2 separate regions of the Pan troglodytes genome follow, and region 2 is linked to region 1. A link is a contact called in public Hi-C data. All regions are on one chromosome and are shown on one strand. The core of a region is the stretch at or near the end of the contact, and the rest is flanking DNA. Distances in the headings are between cores, read along the strand shown.

Region 1 (3,043 bases), core at 199-2,698:
GGGGACAAGCCAGCTGACCATGCTGGATAGATCAGGCAATTGGGTGGAAAAGGAAGCAAAGTTGGCATGGGCCTTAAAAATGAGGGAAGAGTGCCTGTGTGGCGTGTGTGCCAGGGGATCTCACTCTGTGGAATGGCAAGGACTGTGGGAATAGAGGTGTGAGAGGTGGGGGGCTGGGGGTTTGGGGGAAGCTCTCTAAGTAGGGCAGTCTTGGCATGGTAGGGGTCTCTAGAGATGAGTGGGTGGAGGTGTAAAGGGACCAGTATTGCAAATGGATCCTCCTGGTGGCGTGGTCCGAGACTTCATGGATGTTGGTGGAGGCCAGCAGGGAAGTGAGAAGGGTGCGAAGGTGCACAATGGGAGCATAGGAGATGACCCCATAAGGAGGGGGTGGACAGGTGCTGAGTGGAGGCGTGGGTGGGGAATGAGAGGCCTCCACACTGGGCTGCTGCAGAGGTGGCGAGCTCCGGAAGGGCCGGAGCGTGGAGGCCAGTTCCCATCACCACTCTATCCCCACGCCTGGCTCCCAGCCTGGCCAGAGGTCCTTGACTGGGAGTGCTTTGTCTGCCCTACAGACTCGCCTGCCGTGTGTGCTGCTCAGCGGGGAGGTGCTGGGGTCCCTGTTCTGGGACAACCATCAGTGTGACACATGTTGAGCCCCTGGGCACATGTGAGCTCTTTTACGAGCTACGTCCTTCAAGTTAGACAAGAAGAAACCAAGGCCAAGAGAGAGAAGAAACTTGACCAGGTTCCCACAGCTTGAATGTGGTGGCGCTGCCTGGCTGGTGCCCCTTCCTGGAGGGAGTCTGTTGTCATGTCCTGGAGGCCAAGGCCTGGATGTGGGACGGTGGGGGCACTCTTTGTGCAGCGGGTCAACACGTGCCCCTTCGGCCTTGGTGGGCCTGACCCAAGGACGGAGGGTGCCCAGGTCTGGGGGCTGAGGGATGGGTGTCCACCGCAGAGCCCTCAGAAATGACTGGTCCTGGATGGCGGTCCCTGGAGAGGCAGCTCCTCTTTGAGTGGTGGGCAAATGTGGCCATGCCCAGTCTTGGAGGCGGTGCAGTCCGACCGGCCACCCCGACTGCTGAGATGCAGGACTCAGCACCCAGTGTTGTCCTTGGCCAGGCGGCCAGCCTGCCCTATGGGGCTTTGGGGTTCTCCTCTCCAAGCTTGTTTCCCCAGCATCCTGGAGAAGCCCAGGGAAAAACCCAGCCTATATTCCCGCTGTAAACGGTCCACATCCCCTCCAAGCTCCCTTTGTGTGTCTCCAAGCTGGACTGCAGGGATCAGAGCTGTGCTGCCCGTGCAGCACCCACCCGCCCCTGGGAATGAGGATAATGGGGTCACAGAGCCATCACTTGGACCTTGGCGCCCTCGGCTGGTGGCGGCCAAGGTCTCCCAGCACCCAGGCCGCTGGGAGTCTCTAAAGGGGAGGGGTGGGGCTCGACTGTCCCCTCCCCCTCAAGTTTGCTCTGTCCTGGGCAGGCCGTAGTCCCAGTTGAGAAGCTGTGCCCCCTTGGGTGTTTTGGAGGTTCAGGGTGGGTGTTGAAAAGCCCTGGGGGAGAGCAGAAGGCTCGGGGGCCTGTCTAGGGCATGGCATCCCACGTGGGTGTCAGCACGGCCGCAGAAGAACCACTCCTCTGGCCCACCCATGCCTGCTAGGCCATGCTTCTTCAGAAGTGGCCACAACTCTCCTGACGTCTCCAGAGCCGGTCATTCCACCCAGGGGGACTTCAGCTGCCACTGGACACTTCAATTGTAGGCTGCGACTGGTTGCCAGGAAGGAGAGGGCCGGTGAGAGAGCCGCGGCAGCCGTGGCAGGGTGTAGGGGATGGTTGACGGCCAGGGCCCCCCTCTCTCTCTCTCTCTCTCTCTCTTGCTTGGTTTCTGTAATGAGGAAGTTCTCCGCAGCTCAGTTTCCTTTCCCTCGCTGAGCGCCTGAAACAGGAAGTCAGTCAGTTAAGCTGGTGGCAGCAGCCGAGGCCACCAAGAGGCAACAGGCGGCAGGTTGCAGTGGAGGGGCCTCCGCTCCCCTCGGTGGTGTGTGGGTCCTGGGGGTGCCCGCCGGCCCGGCCGAGGAAGCCCACGCCCACCATGGTCCCCTGCTGGAACCACGGCAACATCACCCGCTCCAAGGCGGAGGAGCTGCTTTCCAGGACGGGCAAGGACGGGAGCTTCCTCGTGCGTGCCAGCGAGTCCATCTCCCGGGCATACGCGCTCTGCGTGCTGTGAGTACAACCTGCTCCCTCCCCAGGCACAGATATGACAGAGGGGCTTAGAGGGGGCCTAGCTTTGGGATGGGTTGTTCTTATGTCACAGGACAGAGTGATCTGACATGCACACTTCCCCGCCACCCTGTCATGGACCTTGTCCTTGGAGTTCAGAGAGCTGGTCTCGTGGCAGGTTTTGCAGCCTTGGAGCTGTCAGAACCACTCTGAGGCCTGATCTTACACCCCAGCTTCCCATGAGCTGTGTGGACCTTGTGGCTTCCTTGGAGTCTGGGGACCGAGAGAAGGGAGTTTGGGCTTTTTGAGCCAGGAGGAAGCTGAGGGCTCTGTGGAGGTGGGTGTGTTAGAGATCAGCTCAAAGATGCCCAGCTCAGAAACCCTGAGAAGAGCAAAGGTGGCAAGGGGGACCCTTCCTGGAGCACCCAGGCTTCGGGCCCCTGGAGGAAGCTGTTGTTTGGCGAGCCAAGAATATGGGGTGAGTTTAATCAAGAAAGGACTTTCCGTTCAGTCAGAAGCTGCTTTCAGGGGCCTGAGAGCAGAGGAAGTCACCATTACCACCAGCGAGCAGCCTCTTCTCTCTCCTGAGCACTCGGCTGTGACCTCTGCCCACCCCCCACCCCCTCAATTTGGGTCTCTGTCACCATCAACTCCTCCCACTGCCTGGTTGGGGATGTTACTGAATGTACCAGCTGTGCTAACAATGGAGGAACCAGCCACTTGCTGAAGGTTCCTTTCTAAAACCCCCTTCCTGTCCAGTGTCTGAAGGAGGCCCTTGCCCTGCAGCTCTTGGTCTAATCATAGGGGGGCCTTGCCCT
Region 2 (3,043 bases), core at 246-2,745, 190 kb after region 1:
AGGAAGTCACTTCTATTTCTGATCCCATTGGATCCTTCCAACGACTTCAGGTCCACTCAATACTGACTACCAGTGAACCATCTTTAACTACAGTGCTAGAAGCCTGACTGTCCTCCTCTCCTCAGCCTAAGTTCTTCTTATCTGTCTCTGAAGGACCTTCCTCTGGACTTGAGACACACTGGAAGAGAAGGTAGTTTCTGATATTCCTTTCCTCTTTTGGCCAACTACTTTGTCTGGCTCCATTTTCATGCAGTAAATTCACTAATTGTTAAAGGCAGATGGAGCTCCAGCAACTCTATTACAGAACTGGGTTTTCCATTCTACTGAGCTTGTTCACAGACACAACTTTCTCAGGAGCCAGTGTGTCTTCATCTCCCCCTTTCAACATCTACAGCCTCAGATTACCTTCTAAGGCTCCATTTATTGTCAGGCCACAATTTCTAGGATTCTAATGATGAAGACAAACTCTGATACACAATTCACATCTTTCTTAGCTCCTGTTTCCAGTTCTCTTCTCCATTGCAAACAAAAACAAAAACCCCAAACAAACCACAAAACCTGTTTCCAAGTTCAGTGGGACACTCTTGCCAACGCACCCTGACTTCAGGTATGTAAGAGTTAAGAAACAAGAAAGAAACACGAAAAGCAGCTTAACAGTCAAAGACAGGTTTATTTTGGAGAATAAACCTGAGAGGGGCTTCTTGTCGATTTTGGTCAGGAGCGTTTTCTCTTACACATTAAGGGTGTTTAAGGGTTTACGAAGCGGTGAGCTTATTGCAGGTTCGTAATGTTTCTGTATGAGGGAAAGTTTATTGCAGGGTTGGAAAGTCTCTGGCTGGAGGGGAGGCTATCTCCGGGTTGGCATGTTTCTGGTTGGAAGTGGGTTTATCTTAGGGTTGGAATGTTTCTGGTTATGCTGACATTAGCCATTAGGCTGATGTTTTTGGGTTGGATTTAGGCAGTTTCTTAATCAAGGGGAACTTAAAATGGTGGCAGTTGTCCAAGATGGCAATGCTCCTGCTGTCAGGGTAGGCCTTGGGAAGACACCAGGTGTCTTTGTAAACTTAGGTTTCCCCTGTACCAAGCACAGTGCTGACTGCATTACATGGGTTTTTCGTTTTACTATTCGTGACAACCTTCTGAGGTAGGTATCATTACTGTCCCCATTTTACAGATGAGACAACTGAGGCTTAGGTAGGCTGTCACTCATCCACAGCCACAGAGCTACTATGGAGGGAACCCCATTTGTTCCTAAACTGCGATTTAAAAAAAAGTAGGGGGAGACAGGCCAAGAAAGAAAACACGAAAAGGGTTGAAAAGCAGCAAAAGAAAAGTAAGCAGTCAGGCGGAAGCGGCCCCTTTCCTGCCTCCTTCCCGCCCGGCGCTGGGCCTTGCGCAGGGCCCGGACGCCCCCAAGCGGCCGCTCCTCTGCAGCTGACGCTTCCGGCTACAGGCTGGCGTCACTAGCGAGCGCCCTGCGTAGGCACCGGCCCCTGAGCCCGTGCTTCGGGTGAGGGGGAGGGTCTTCCGGCCCTCTCGAAAATCATTTCCGGCATGAGCCGGAAGACCGTCCCGGATGGTCTCGGGTACGGCCAGTGTGTGGAGGTGAGCTCCGGGATTGCCGGCATTCCCGCTTCTGCTGGTTGCCTCATGCTGCAGGCTGCGGCCGTCAGCCCTCGCTCGCATTGGTGGCGCTGAGGTGCCGGGGCAGCAAGTGACATGTCGTCGGGCCTCCGCGCCGCTGACTTCCCCCGCTGGAAGCGCCACATCTCGGAGCAACTGAGGCGCCGGGACCGGCTGCAGAGACAGGCGTTCGAGGAGATCATCCTGCAGTGTGAGCGGCGCCGGTGCGGGCTGGGAGCCGGGCGGGCGGGCCCCGCGGAGGCATGCGGGGCGTCAGCGGGAACCTGAGGCCGAGTACCTGGCGCCGCCCGCACGCATGGCGGCCGCCTCGGGTAACCCGCGCTTGGGACGCCCCACGCCTTTTAAATGTTTTTTCTAACCTGCGTTTTATCTTTGGAGGATTTTCCCTATTAAATTGTACGATCTTTGTGGGGAGGCACAGTTCGTGTTTGTATTTGTAAATCCCAGTAGCTCATAACAATGCTTATGCACTTAAATAGGTCCCAGAAACATCCCATCTATGGGGTCATGTTAATGAAACGGTCGTTGACTTTCAGTCGCAGAATTAACATTGCCTTCTCAATGCACTGGAACGGGTGGCCTTTGATTCCTCAAACTTACTTCCCTTACTCCACGTTGGTGGTTTTTTTTTGCGGGGAAACGGGATAGGGGATCAGGGTCTTGCTGTGTCGCCGAGCCTGGAGTGCAGTGGCGGAGATCACGGCTCACTGCAGTCTCAAACTCCCAGGATCAAGTGATCCTCCCACCTAAGCCTCCCGAGTAGCTGGGATTACAGACGCGCTTCACCACGGTCGGCTAATTTTTTTAAAAAAATTTTTTTGGAACGAGGTCTCACTGTGTTTCCCAGGCTGGTCTCCAACTCCTGCGCTCAAGCGATCTTCCCACCTCGGCCTCCCAAAGTGCTGGGATTATAGGCGTGAGCCACCGAGCCCGGCCCCACCTTGGTGTTAATATCTTAATATTAACAGAACCTTTACTGTTACTGAAATCTTCAGTATGAAAGAGGTGGTTTTCTTTCCCCTTACTGCTTGCAGCTTAAGGGTACAAAAATGTTTGTACCTTTACCTAAATCATAATGCTCCTAAGGTGGTTCCATCTGCGTCTGAAAGTAAACCTGACGACTTTCTCAAGTTATGCTGATGATGATATTCAGAATAATAATTGCTGCCTTATATTGCATTCTGATTGTGCAAAATCAGTAGTTCTCAAACTTAGCTCCACATTAGAATCACCTGTGGATCTTTAAAAAATTACAAATCCCAAGCCACAGCCCAGACCAACTAAATCACAAGTATCACAGTACACAGGTATCAGTGTGTGTGTGTGTTTTTGTGTTTGTGTGAGATTAAGCCTAGAACTGCATGCCAAGTTATCAGTGTTTTTTGATGCTTCCCAAATG

What was found. A called contact is a pair of places that touch in the nucleus more often than the background predicts.
Region 2: a contact with region 1 is called in a Hi-C map of stem cell-derived neural progenitor cells, with 4 times the contacts expected there. The contact joins the promoter of ATG16L1 here to the promoter of INPP5D in region 1. A contact is called at or near these places in 2 of 7 Hi-C or Micro-C datasets (induced pluripotent stem cells and stem cell-derived neural progenitor cells).

What each region holds. Positions count from the first base shown.
Region 1 is chr13:135,262,890-135,265,932 of NHGRI_mPanTro3-v2.0_pri, forward strand. It overlaps INPP5D (inositol polyphosphate-5-phosphatase D), which reads left to right and starts at 1,449. Exons shown (of 27, transcript XM_016950726.3): 1 at 1,449-2,228. The coding sequence starts at 2,095.
Region 2 is chr13:135,454,959-135,458,001 of NHGRI_mPanTro3-v2.0_pri, forward strand. ATG16L1 (autophagy related 16 like 1) reads left to right here and starts at 1,496. Exons shown (of 17, transcript XM_001150056.6): 1 at 1,496-1,834. The coding sequence starts at 1,720.